2 separate regions of the Pan troglodytes genome follow, and region 2 is linked to region 1. A link is a contact called in public Hi-C data. All regions are on one chromosome and are shown on one strand. The core of a region is the stretch at or near the end of the contact, and the rest is flanking DNA. Distances in the headings are between cores, read along the strand shown.

Evidence for each region. A called contact is a pair of places that touch in the nucleus more often than the background predicts.
Region 2: a Hi-C map of stem cell-derived neural progenitor cells shows a contact between it and region 1, with 2.5 times the contacts expected there. The contact joins the enhancer-like site here to the promoter of NOTUM in region 1. A contact is called at or near these places in 3 of 7 Hi-C or Micro-C datasets (blood, induced pluripotent stem cells and stem cell-derived neural progenitor cells).

What each region holds. Positions count from the first base shown.
Region 1 is chr19:95,308,113-95,314,811 of NHGRI_mPanTro3-v2.0_pri, forward strand. It overlaps NOTUM (notum, palmitoleoyl-protein carboxylesterase), which reads right to left and starts at 3,766. Exons shown (of 11, transcript XM_016930947.3): 1 at 3,172-3,766; 2 at 2,226-2,278; 3 at 2,057-2,152; 4 at 1,521-1,581; 5 at 957-1,015; 6 at 405-507. The coding sequence starts at 3,494.
Region 2 is chr19:95,352,070-95,359,085 of NHGRI_mPanTro3-v2.0_pri, forward strand. The region is part of intron 7 of ASPSCR1 (ASPSCR1 tether for SLC2A4, UBX domain containing); the gene reads left to right. Among named protein-coding and RNA genes, the nearest start is that of LRRC45, 19 kb to the right of the region's middle. Within about 2 kb of position 3,267, at least 4 of the 24 cell types and tissues checked have an H3K27ac peak or open chromatin away from gene starts, as enhancers often do. A contact at or near this core is called in stem cell-derived neural progenitor cells, where this site is marked.

The sequences.
Region 1 (6,699 bases), core at 2,516-5,015:
CCCATTTGTCTCCTGGTCTCCTGTATGCCTGCTGGGATACAGGAACCCACAGGGGTGATCCTCATTTACCGGGCCCTGGAGATGGAGCATTAGTCCATGGCCAACCCCTAACCAACGACTTAGGTCCCTGCAGCCCAAACCTTCCCCTATATCCAACAACCATGGCGTCCAGAAGCATCCTCTGGACAGCGTCTGGTTACCCAGCACTCTGAAGCCAGGCCTCAGAGACGTCCCCAATGATGCGGGTTCTCCCAGCTCCAGCCTCTCACCCTCCTAGCCACCTGCCAAGATCTGCACAGGCTCCACTCCATCCTTGCCTCCCATACAGCCCCACCCCACACCCTTTCCATGCGCCCTGCACACCGTCCTCGCCCTCACCTCCAGCCCTGCCCCGCCCTGCCCACCTGCTCCCGGCCAGCAGCAGCACCTTGGCCCCGCTCAGCCCTCTGCCCAGAAGCTCCCGCACCACCTCCTGGATGATGAGGGCGCCCATGAAGGCGTACTCGTCTGCAAGAGGGAGGGGGTGGCCTCAGGTAGGGGCCTGGACAGAGAGAACCACCTCCTACCCCAGAATGGCTGGCAGAGGAGTTCTTGCCCCACTGGGGGACTAGGAGGAATCTTCTGAGAAGGGGTCAGGGGCTGGGGTGGACTGGAGGAAGGCGGGTGCACCAGGCCATGCTGGGGCCTCCTCCCCAGGGAATATTCAGAAATAAGGACCTCCTACAGTTGTGGACAAGCAGGCAGTGGGAGCATGGGGCAGACACCCTGGGACATACTGTCAAGGGCTTTGAAAGCACGACAAGGCTGAGAGTCAGCTTTTCCCCAGAACCCCCCCGTCCGGCCTCCTCCGTGCCCTGCCGTCCCGCCTCATCCCTGCCCTGCCGTCCCGCCTCCTCCCTGCCCTGCCGTCCGGCCCCGTCCCTGCCCTGCCGTGCCCTGGGAAGGCCGAGACTCACTCTTCTCAGACTTGGATGAAGCCCCGCTCCAAACATCACTGGAGCAGTAGGGAATGAAGCTGCAACACAGAACAGAGTGAGCCTCTCACAGCGCCTGCCGCCCGGCAGCCTCCAGAAAGGACCCCCAGGACAGGACCCTCAGAAAAGACCATCCCAGGACAGGATTCCCCTGCAAGGACCATCCCAGGATAGAACCTCCCCTCAAGAAAGACCTCCAGCATAATACCCCTCAGGAAGGACCAACCCAGGACAGAACCCTTCCCAGGAAAGACCAACTCAGGACAGGACCCCCCAGGAAAGAAGGACCATCCCAGGACAGGATCCCCCTGGAAGGACCATCCCAGGAGAGGACCCTGCCAGGAAGGACCATCTCAGGATAGACCCCTCCCCACCACGAAAGAAACACCTCCAGAACCCCTCTAGGACAGGACCTCCCCAAAAGAACCATCCAGAACAGGACCCCCAGGAAAAACCATTTCAGAATATGACTTCCCAAGGAAGGACCCCCCTGGGAAGAACCACCCTCCAGGCAGGACTCCCAGGCAAGACCCTGTGCCCCCTTACACCATGTTTGCGTTCCACCAGTAGGGGTTCTCCTCCGGCTGTGAGGACAGGATCCCTGTGCCTGGGGACACAGAGGCGGTGGGTCTTTCTAGTGGGAGGAGGCTGTGTAGGGTCGGGTCTGGGAACCCTGGTGAGGAGTTGGGGCTCCTACTTGGCCCCAGGAAAGGAGGTGTGCTGGTGTTGCTAGCCCGAACCAAGGTTGCCGGGAAAGTGGAGGACAGTTGGGTTTAGTTACCCCCGGGAAGCCACCATGGCCACGGTGCCCGCCTAGGCTGGACACCAGGTCTGACCTTGACTTCAACCCCTTGCCCTGCTTTGACCCTGGGGAGGGCCAGAGCCGCTGGGTAAGCGCCTGAATGGTAATGTGGAATGGGCCCCAAAAGGCAAGAGTGAAGGGCGCCCCTTGCTCTTAGGAAACCCGGGCGCCGGGCTGGGCATGATGTGCGGGGTGGGGGCCTGGCTGGGGCTCCAGGACGCGGGCGCGGCTTCCTCCCGGGCCTCACGTCGAGACGCCTTCCCCAGGGCCCGCCGCTGACCTGTGCGAGTGCGCGGCCAGTCTCGGGAGCTCATGAGGCGCCGCATGGTGTCGTATCTGGAGTCGCAGTTCTCGCGGTTGAAGCAGTACCAGCCGCCTGCGGACACGACCACCGCTCAGGCCCGCGCGCACAGACCCCGAGCCTCCCCCCGCCTCAGCCCTGGACGCACCTTCCAGGAAGAGGAGCCACCGCCGGCTGCCCCTGGACTCCTTCAGGTAGTAGCTGCGGGGAGGACGCACCGCGGGGGGTCGGCCAGGGCTGCCGACCCGCCGCGCCCCGCGCGCCCAGCTCTGGCGGAGGGAACGCGCCACCTGTTCCGGCCGCGCGCGACGGTCGCACGGGGGCGCCCTCGGCCAGGCCCACGCGGAGCTCAGGGACGGCGGCGGTCCCGGGAGGTGGCGCTCGCGGGGCGGGGAACGTGCCGCGCGGGGCTGTGGTCCGTGGAAAATCCCCACGTTCCGCCCGGCGCGGGTCCCGCTGTCACCTCGGCGCGGGCGGCGGTCCTCCCGGGGCGCGCGGCGGCGCTTGAAGCGTGAAACGCGTCCGCACTGAAGGAGCGCGCTTGGCGGGGGAACGGGACGCTGCGGGGAGCGCGGGAGGCGCGGGCGGCACCGACCCGGCGGGGGAGCCTTCCTGCCGAGCCCCGACCCCACGCCCAGGTCTCCCGCTGTCCCCGGCTGTCCTCGGCCTGTTGAGCGCGTGGGCGGCCCCGCCGCTCCCCGACCCCCGACCTCACGTCTTTTATCTACTTCGGGGCTGCAAGGAGGTGGGCAGCAGGCCTCTCCCCGCCCCCCGGTGTCGCCGGTTCCCGCTGGAGCCAGGCGCGCTCTCGGGCTGCCATCTCCCCGCCCCGGGACCGAAGGACGCCAGCAGAGCGGCTGGGCCCAGAGGCCGAAGGGTCAGTGCCCGAGCTGGCCGGGGACCAGCCCTTCCAGCGCCGCTCCGCTCCCCACGCGGAGAGTCACCGAACCGGGCCCTCCTCGGGGCCAGGACCGCGGGGCGCCCGACGGAAGCCCTTTCTCCCCGGGGAGAGAACGGCCGCGGCCCGCAGGGAAGGTCCAGCCGGAGACCGGGCGCGTCGGGCGGGGCGGGGAGGTGCAGGGCGCGGGCCTTACCCGGCGGGGCTGCCGTCGTTGCAGGTCACCGAGGTGTTGAGCAGGAGGTGCAGGCGCAGGTCCTCGTTGAGCTGCTGCGCGGAGCAGGGGTACAGGGACTGCGCCAGGCTCTTGACTTGCGCCATAAAGCTGTCCATGTTACCCTCCACGGCCGTGAAGTCCAGCGGGAAGCTCTCCACGGGCTGTCCGGCCGCCGGCGCCGCCTCGGTCCGCGGGGGAGGAGGCGGCTGCTGACCCCGGCGCCGCCAGGTCTTCCTGCCCTCGCTGCCCCCGGCGCAGTGCAGCAGGCTCAGCAGCAGCAGCACGCGCACCCCTCGGCCCATGGCCGCGTCCACCTGCGGGGAGCGGGCGGCCTTGAGGCGGCGGCGGCGGGGGATGCCGGGCCGGGGGTGTCGGGGGCACTGGCCGCTCCTGCTCCCTCGCCCCCGCTCCCGCCCGCCGGGCCTGGCGGAGAAGGCGCGCGCGGCTGGGCGTCGAGGCGCTCGGGGCCGGGTGCCGTCGGCCTCCGCAGCTGGGGCTCCGTGCCCGGCCGTCCGAGGGCAGCGCAGGGTCTGGGTGCGCTGGCTGCGGCCCGCGCCAATGAGCGGCGGGGGCCGAGGCTGGGCTTATTTGCGGGGGCCGCGGCGGCCCGGGTGCCCGCGCGTTAGATGTGCCGCCGCCGCCGCCCGGGCTCGGCGGAGGGGGGAGGGGGCCGCGCTCGCTCTTTTCTTGGCGGAGGCATCGCCTTTTCTTCCCAAACCGCAAGCCTGACGGAGGGGCCTGGACTACCCCGCCGCGGCCGCCGGAGGCGCTCCCGGCCCGGCTCCGTGGGGGGGCAGCGCGGCCGGGCGGCCCCGGCGGCTCCATTCACCGCGGCCAGCCCGGCGCCGCCGCCCCCGCCCCCGGGGCAGCTGGAAGGGGCGGCGGCGACGGGGACGGGCGAGGCTTTTCCGCGCCGGCCGGGGGGGTGGGCGGGGAACTCCGCCCGCGGCGCAGCTGGCCGCGCCCGACGGGCTGGGGGCGCTGGGCAGGCGCGCTCACCTGGAGCCGCCAGTGTCCCTCCCATCCCCCAGTGCCCAGGCCCAGAGCAGGCCGTGGGGGACTCGGACCCCGGCCCGCATCTCCCCACCTCGCGCAGCCCTGGGGCCCCGCTCTCACCGCGGCCAGCGCGGGCGGCCCAGTGGCCCCGTCCTCTCAGCGCCCCTGGCCCTGCGCCGTCCCGCTGGTGCGCCCGGCTCGGCTGCGCTCCCCCTCTGGCGCTGGCGCGGAGCCGCCAGGGACTTTTATCCAGCAGGGCCCCCCGGGATCAAAGCGGCGGCGGACACAGGGCTTCCAGCCGAGGGCCCGGCAGCAGCGGCGCCGGGGCCTCCTGGAGAAGCGGACAGGTGGGGCGCGAGGTCCTGGCTCCCTCGGAGACCTGCGGGAGGGACCGCGCGCCCCAGCAAGGCGCCGCGGGGGAGTCGCCCAGTTCCGGGGCGCTCCTGCTGGCGCTGGGGTCAGAGAAGCAGCTACGACTTAAGGAGATCACGGGACCAGAGGTGAGGTCCTGGATCCCGCCCGCCCCAGCCTGGCTGCTGGCCCCATGCCGAGGACCCCCAAGAACCTGCCCCAGCCGCCACTGGGGGAGGAGGCCAAGGGTCCAGTGGCTGCCCGCTAGGCCTCTGCTTGCGGCCCTTCATGCCACGAAGGGCACCTACCCCATGCTTCACCTTGGAGAGCACCCCTGTCCACTCCCGAGGCTCTGGGCAGTGGGGTTAGAACAAGGTTCCTGTGGGAAATCAGTGCTGGAGCAGGGTGGACAGGAGGGGCTCAGGAGGTTTCCTGCTGGGGTGAGCGGGGGTGGGATGGACAAAAGAAAGGAAAGGACATACGCAGGGCCAGCGAGGCCGGGCAGACTTTCTCCTTCACCCTCCGGTCTGAAGCCTGCTGGGCGTCATGACACGCATTTTAAAGATAGGAAACAGGTCTTACGTTTCAGGACAACCAGGTCTCACGTTTCAGGACAACGATCTAGACGCAAGCAGAGCTTCCAGAGCCCCTCCTAATTCAGCACAGTGGGGAGCCTACGGCACCACGTGGGGCAGGAGAGCAGAGGCACAGGGCGGTGCCTGCAGCCAGGATGCCCCCTGAGCCGCCGGCCGGGGCCCTGTGGACGTCCTCCTTGCCAGCCCCCGGCTGAGTGAGGAGCGTAGGGAGAAAGTCCCAGCGCCGCCTGCACCCGCAGACAGCCGCGTTACCTGGGCTCTTGTGAAACAGAGAGACCAAACGCTGAGAGCTGTTGCCCCGCGCATTCGATGGGTGTAAGGCACCCTAGTGTAAACCACAAGGCCTAAGATCAGGCTGGGGTGCCCTGGAGGTCAGCCTAACCTGGGGACATTCTCAGAGGGAGGCAGGCTGTTACAAACTCAGGTCCCTCTCCCCACAGGGCAGGTTGCAGCATTTCCCTGACGAGGGGAACTGAGGTTCAGGGACACTAACAGAAGAGCTGAGGCTCGCCCTTAGCTCTCTGCTCACTCAGAAATCCCCCCTGCTGTCCCTCCGCCGTCGGGTCAGTTTAAAAGCCAAGTGTGGGGCTGGCCAAGGGCAGTAGCTTCAGACGCAGGTCCCATCCTGAGGCGTTCTCCTACCCACACCCCGGCGGGGAAGGCTGACCCAGGGCAGATTTCAGCGTCCGGCAGGAACCTGTCCGGAGGAGGCCTCTCCCGCCGGGCACCTGTTATTCCAAGTCCGGAGCGTGATGGCATCTTCCAGCTGGCTGCACAGGGTTGATCTTCACACCGCCCTGGCTCTGAGCCATCTCCTGGTGCAGTATGGAGATCCCAGGGAAGGCCTGTGACCTTTCCTTATGCCTGTGCTTCCTCTCATTTATTTATTTATTTATCTTTTTGAGACAGAGTCTTGCTCTGTCACCCAGGCTAGAGAGCATGACGTGATCTCGGCTCACTGCAACCTCTGCCTTTCGGGTTCCAGCAATTCTCCTGCCTCAGTTTCCCGAGTAGCTGGGACTACAGGCGTGTCCCATCACGCCTGCCTAACTTTTTTGTATTTTTAGTAGAGACGGGGTTTCACAGTGTTAGCCAGGATGGTCTCGGTCTCCTGACCTCATGATCCGCCCACCTTGGCCTCCCGAAGTGCTGCGATTACAGGTGTGAGCCACGGTGCCCCGCCGCTTCCTCTCCTTTAAAGCGGGGTGATAACAGTGCCTCCGTCAGAGGGCTGTTGTGGGATTATAAGAGCCCACTTGTGAAAGTGCGCGGTAGGGGTGGCAGTCATGATCACCGATGAAAATTCCAGGATGGGAGAACACCATGCGCATTACAGTTTCTGACGTCTCCTGTAATGCGATGGAGCCTGCATGTTGAACCGAAATGAGTTCACATTTTGGTTTATTCAACACTGGTAGCAGACGCCAGAAAAGGCTCAAACCCAAGACTTCCCCAGAACCTCTCTGCCCTTCCTCCACCTCCCCCCATTCCCCTCTCCTCCGAAGCCCCTTGCCGTGACCGGATGACTGACAAGGCTGCAGCCCTACGGCCGGGGACGGGGCTC
Region 2 (7,016 bases), core at 2,017-4,516, 43 kb after region 1:
CTGGCAGGGCAGGTGCTGTTGACCCTGGGCAGTAGGTATTGGGCCAGGGGCTCCTGCCCCTGGACCCTGACGCCGGGCTAGACAGGAGCCCCCACATCCAACACGGTGCAGACTCCCATCCCTGCGGCCAGCCCAGTCAGTGGCCAGGGTGGCCCAGGTCCCTGCTATGCCTCATGGGTGTCTGAGGACAACCCTGGGCTCTGAGGCTGTCCCTAGGGGCACAGCCTGTGGCCTTGATTGGAATGGCTACCAAGCATGGCTGGCAGATGGCTCAATGGCTCAGCGACTTTGCAGGTGGCTGGCTGAGTCCCGGCTGTTTAGAAGCCTGGTGACTGACAGGCGCTTGTGTTTCGGTGAGGAACCCCGGGGGGTAGGGGGTGGATGCTCGCCACTGGGGCTGTGGGGAGAACTGGGAGTGTGGGGCTCCGTACTGGGCGAGTTGGCTGCTGCAGGGCGCAGACCCCACTGGCCCCTTCTGGCCTGGACTCTCCTCCCTGTTGGGCCCAAGAGCCCCTGGTTGGGATTGTTCCAGGAACTCAGGTCAGGGGCCCCGTCAGCCCTTCCCGGGCTCCCCCAGGAGCAGCCTCCAGACTCTGCCCTGCGGATGAGCCCCCTCACCAAACTGCTTTTCCTGCCTGTCCAGGGGTGTTGGTGCGCTTTATCCACAGTGACACACGCCTGCCACACCGTAACGTGCCCAGCTCCAGACGGGCTCATGGTCAGCCCAGGCTGCAGCAGTCCTGAATCCTGTTCTTATTTTTCTTTTCTTTTTTGAGACGGAGTCTTGCTCTGTTGCCCAGGCTGGAGTGCAGTGGCGCAGTCTCAGCTCACTGCAAGCTCTGCCTCCTGGGTTCACGCCATTCTCCTGCCTCAGCCTCCCGAGTAGTTGGGACCACAGGCGCCCGCCACCACACCTGGCTAATTTTTTGTATTTTTAGTACAGACGGGGTTTCACCGTGTTAGCTACGATGGTCTCGATCTGCTGACCTCATGATCTACCCGCCTTGGCCTCCCAAAGTGCTGGGATTACAGCCACCGTGCCCAGCCTTCTTTTCTTTTCTTTTTCTTTTTCCTTTTTTTTTTTTGAGACACAGTCTCGCTCTCTTGCCCAGGCAGGAGTGCAGGGGCACAATTACGGCTCACAGCAGTCATGACCTTCCATCTCAGCCTCCCAAGTAGCTGGGACTGCAGGTGTGAGCCACTGCACCTGGCCTCTTTTCATCTTCTAAAGTATTTTTCTTTTTAAAATTAAAAAGTGATTTTTTTCTTATGAGTACCTCATGCTTTATATTTTCATCTTTTCATTTTCATTTTATTTTATTTTATTTATTTTTTTGAGACAGTCTCGCGCTGTCACCCAGGCTGGAGTACAATGGCACGATCTCGGCTCACTGCAACCTTCCCCTCCCAGTTCAAGTAATTTTTCTGCCTCAGCCTCCCGAGTAGCTGGGATTGATTACAGGTGTCTGCCGCCTGTAATTTCTGTGTTCTTTGTAGAGAAGGGGTTTTGCCATGTTGGTCAGGCTGGTCTCGCACTCCTGACCTCAGGTGATCCACTTGCATCGGCCTCCCAAAGTGCTGGGATTACAGGTGTGAGCCTCTGTGCCCAGCCTATTTTTATTTTTATTTTTATTTTTTGAAACAGAGTCTCACTCTGTTGCCCAGGCTGGAGTGCGGTGGCATGATCTCAGCTCACTGCAACCTCCACCTCCCGGGTTCAAGTGATTCTGCTGCCTCAGCCTCCTGAGTAGCTAAGAGGCGCCTGCCACCATGCCCGGCTAATTTTTGTATTTTTAGTAGAGATGGGGTTTTACCATGTTTGTCAGGCTGATCTCAAATTCCTGACCTCAGGTGATCTGCCTGCTTTGGCCTCCCAAATTGTTAGGATTACAGGCGTGAGCCACCGCGCCCGGCCTGTTTTCATCTTTTTAAAATAACTTTTTTTTTTTCGAGACAGGGTCTGTCTATGTTGCCTAGCCTGGAGTGTGGTGGTGCGATCTCTGCTCACTGCAACCTCCGCCTCCCGGGTTCAAGCGATTTTCGTGTCTCAGCCTCCTGAATAGCTGGGATTACAGGTGCCTGTTTAGTAGAGATGGAGTTTTCGTCATGTTGACAGGCTGCTCTTGAACTCCTGACCTTAGGTGGTCTGCCGGCCTTGGCCTCCGAAAGAGCTGGCACTACAGGTGTGAGCCACCATGCCCGGCCTAAAATAACTTTTCTTGGCTGGGTACAGTGGCTCGCACCTATAATCACAGCACTTCGGGAGGCCGAGCTGGGAGGATCTCTTGAGCCTAGGGGTTTTAGACCAGCCTGGGCAACATAACGAGACCCCATCTCTACAAAGGAAATTTAAAAATTAGTAGGGCGTGGTGGTGTGTGCCTGTAGCCCCAGCTGCTTGGGAGGCTGAGACGGGAGGATTGCCTGAGCCTGAGAGATCAAGACTGCAGTGAGCTGAGATTGCACTGCTGCACTCCAGCCTGGGCAACAGAGCGAGACGCTGTCTCAAAACAGAAACGTCTCTGCTTTGGGCCTTCCTTGTTGGCCTCTCCCCAGCCACGTGGCCACTCGCTGGCAGGCCCGGGCCATGAGCATCGGTGCAGACGCTGTGCTCAGCCTGGGGGCGGCGCCGTCTCCTCTGGGTGGGATTCGAGGCCTGATGCCTCTGCTTGGTGCAGGAGGGTTGTCGTGCTGAGGGTGTTCCCCGTGTAAAATTTGGGCATGGAGTTTGTGGTGTCTTCAGAGGCAGTCCCGCCTGCGTCCTTTGTGCACGCCTGTCCACGCCGGTCGCAGCGGTCTCCTCACAGAGCCCGCGCCCGCGCCCAGGCCCGCCTCTCGCCCTGGCACAGCCTCTCCTGCTGTGCACGTCCCAGGCCTTTGATGGCGTCCACGTGCTCCGCCGCCTGCCTCCGAGGGTGGCCGGGGCGCTGAGTAACTCGGGAGGTTTGGCCCGTGTCTGGCGTAGTGATTCACTGAAGCTCAGAGCCTCCAGGGGAAACTCCACACTCCCTCTCACCGGAGCCCTGGCGGGGCAGGCCGGGCCGAGACGGGGGGAGGGAGGGAGGCCGGGAGGGAAAAACACAAACCCTCAGAGACGCTGGAAACTCTGAGGTTGGGGCCACCTCCGAACGGGTTCACATTTTTCCTCTGTGTGTCATCACATCCTGGAAAATTACTGTCAAGAAAAGGAGACCTCTGGGCAGTGTCCCGGCCTGTGTGCATGCCCCTGGCGCCCTCACCCCGCAGCCCCCAGCCTCCCTCCCCTCGGTTTCCCAGCTCAGCGGCCCAGGGATGCCCCAGCACTGTCTGCTGTGAGGCTGCGCGCCTGCAGGGCTGTCCCCGGCATCCCTGACAGCGTCCCTGTCCTCGGTCCTGCCCGTCCTTTCTGGCCTTTCTCCGGCCCCCTTCCGGTTTCGGGGCATCTGGATAAATGGTTAGCATCATTGTGGTCCGGTCCTTGCGGCCCTCCTGGAGGCCGGGACCTGGGGGTCCAGCGGGGGCCTGGGTTTGCAGGAGACAGGAAGGGGCTAAAGGGGCAGAAGCATGCAGGGGCTTCACCTGCAGGAGGAGTCGGGTCTTTCACAGCTGCCCGGCCACCCTCGGAGTCTGAGAGGCCATCACACCTTTCCCTCATGGTGCCAGCTGGACCCTCCACGCTCCTTGCCTCCTTGTGTGTCATGTGGCAGCCATAGTCACCCCCACCCTGTGGCGCATTTTGAGCTTCTGGGGAGCTCAGCACACACAGCTCCTGTGAAAGTGCCAGTGCCAGCTGCTGGACCCTGCTGTGCCCCCGGCATCACCCCTGTCCTCTGAGACCTCTGACTCTGCCCAGCAAGAGGGGCAGGGTCGGGAAGAAGGGGGTGTGGGGCCTTTGGAAGCCGGGCCCAGGCAGTGAGGCGGAAACCAGGCCGGGCTCAGCATAGCGAGCTCCTCCTGGTGGAGGCACTGGTGTCCGGGGGCATCAGTGGCACAGAGAAGGTTCCGGGCTCCATCTCCTGAACCTGTCTGGAAGAGCCCAGCTGCTCCCATGGACCTGCGACCTGCTGCCCGGGGCCGGGGGTCTGGGCCTCTTTGCATCGGCTCAGGGGAGGCCATCCGTGGCTGGGCGAGGGTCAGCTGCCATTTGGATGCCCCGGCAGCCGTGGGGCTCTCGCCTCTGCCAGAGCAGGCAGCTTCCGAGGTGGCAAGGGCTTTGGGGAGCAGCGGGAGGCCTGGGGGTGCCGAGTGTTCCGGAAATATTGCTGGTTCTTCTGGGGCAGTCCTGGCCCGCTGGGCAGAGCAGAACATGGCCTCTGCTCAGTGGCAGGGTGGGGCGCCGGGGTGGCGGAAACATGAGGCCGCGTGAAGTGGGCATCAGTTGGGCCCTGGGGTTTGGGCTCGGAGGCCTGCGGGGCAGTGGTCCCCCGGCTCTTGCTGCCCTGCGGTTCAGTTCCTCCTGCTGCCGCGCCTGTGTGCCCCGTGGGTCGGCAGGTCTCGTGAGAGGCCTCATCTGAGACAGGAAGCCCCACGCAGGCTTCTGGAAGGCTCCTCCTGGCTCTCAGCCACCCCGTTGGCTGAGTGAGACTGACCCCAGCAGCTTCCTGAGGCGTGGCAAGGCCCCCAGGGACACCTGGCGGCCACACACCTGGGGGACCCCACCAAGGCTGAGACCCAGGTTGGGGCCCCCTGCACTGCTGAGGTTTGGGCCTCATTCCCCGCTGGCCCTCTGTCTGCTTGGGAGCTTTCCAGGTGGGGATGTTCGTAGGGACAGTGGTATGGCATCCAGTTGCCTCCTCCCTGAAACCTTCAACCCGAACCTCACTCAGCACAGAGAATTGGGGGCCAGACCACTGCGGACGGAGGCGTCCTGCTGACACAGCCCCTGTCGGGATGTGGGAAGGGGCGGAGGCACAGCTCCAGCCCCAGCGTGACCGTGTGTGTGGGAAAACCGTCCGGGTACTTGGGGACAGCAGGGACATTTCCAGTGTGGGTGTGTGAGAGCCACCTCCCCCATGCGGTGGGCCCTGGTGTGATGCTGGCAGCTGGGACAAGAGTCCTTCTCTCAGCAGATGCTGCTGTGCTCCTGGGGCACAGTCTGTGGTTTTCTTTTGTGTGCATGTCCATGCTTGGGTGTGCGTGCATGTCCATGCTTGGGTGTGTGTGCATGTCCATGCTTGGGTGTGTGTGCATGTCCATGCTTGGGTGTGTGTGCATGTCCTTGCGTGTGCGTGTCCTTGCGTGTGTGTGTCCTTGCGTGTGCACGTGTGCGCTTGGGGGCATGTGTGTGTCCTTGCGGGTGCACATGCGTGCTTGGGGGGTGTGTGCATGTCCTTGTGGGTGCACGTGTGTGCACGGGTGTGTGTGTGTGCGTCCTTGCATGTGCACGGGTGTGTGTGTGTGTGTGTCCTTGCGGGTGCATGTGCATGCTTGGGGGGGCGTGTGCGTGTCCTTGCGGGTGCACGTGCGTGTTTGGGGGTGTGTGTGTGTCCTTGCGGGTGCACGTGTGCTTGGGTGCATGCAGGTGTGTGTGTATATGCATGTCTGTGTGTGCACATGTGTGCATGCATGTTTGCCCCAGAGCGGAAGGAAAGTGAATGCAGCCGAATGATCACATCTGCATGAGGGGTGTTCACTGTTGTGTCTGCCCATCTTTCTGTGGGCTGAAATATTTCAAAATAAGAAATTGAGGGGAAAGAGAAAGGAGGGTGCTTGTCTCTCTCCTTGCCTTCTGCTCCTCCTCCCTGTGTTGGAGGCTCCAGGACGCCTCACCCCAGGTTGACGTCATTTTTGGCCTGCACACGCAGCCCCTTTCTTTTCTCCGGGCACCGGCGAGGAGGCTGGGGACGGGGGACGGGAATTCCCCCAGGGGCCAGGCCTTGACTGCCCTGCAGGGCCCTCGCTGTCGCTTTTTTCCCTCACAATGTCTCATCCCTCAACCTCTGTTTTCCATCCAAAGGCATCTCTGTGAATCCACCTGGCGCGGGAGCGGCGCTGATGCCACAAATGCGGGCCAGACTGCTGGGCAGAGCTCACCAGTCAACAGGGCTGGGTGTGGCTGAGGCAGCCCTGAGACCCCAGGCCCTGCCGCTGCGGCTCCCGCTTCCCGGCCCCTCTTCTCTGTGGGACGGAAAGTCTCTCCTGGGGAAGGCTCGGAGCTGAGCTGATGGGTGTTTGAAGTTTCTCCACACACAGGGTCCCCTGGCATCTCCCTCTGTCATTTGGTGGCCAAGTGACATTTCCCAGCAGCCCTACTGCAGATGCCGTATGTTCTCGGGGTGACTCAGGTGGCCTGGGCCCTTCTGGTAGCCGCTTATCCAGCCTGACCCCAGGCTCCAGCGAGGCTGCTCCGGATCGGGGCTGCTCTGCCCAGGTGAAGGGCGGGTGTGGGAGGTTTCCGTAGAGGCCGCTCTCCCCTGCTACCCCGGCCCCGTGTGGGACCCTGGGTCTGTCTGACAGACAGAGGCTTCCTGAGCCAGGCCCTTGGGATGACGGGTAGGAATCTAGGGTGGATCCACAGGAATTAGAGATTTTATCAGTTTTGTTTTCCAAATGAAGTCAACAGCCCCCTAGCAGCGTGATGCTGATGGTCCTGTCCCCTATGGCCCCCATCCTGGAGGCACCCTGGTGTGGGCTGTGGGCCTGGGGGTCCTTGGCACTGTCCAGTATGCGGACGTGCTAGCAGCCCACATTTCCCCCAGTGACCACCAGGCTGTGCCCTGGACATGGCCGTCTGAGCACGTCGTGTCCTGGGGCCCCGTCTGGTGGTCAGGCTCAGTGCGAGCCCATCAGGGGTACTCTGCCCGTCTGGGAAGACAGTGTGGCTTCTGGGGGCTCCTCCAGGGAGGCTCTGGACCAGGCTGCAGAGGATGCCAACCTGCCACAGGCTGGCCTGGCCGCTCATGGACATGGCGGCTCCTGGCCCAGGGTATCTCCCCTGGGAACCCAGGCGTGCTCGCGGCCCTCTGGAATGCAGGCGCTGGGGCTGTGGGGGGCCGCCTGGCGCCTGGCATCTTGTTATAAAAAGCTCTGGCGCAGGCTG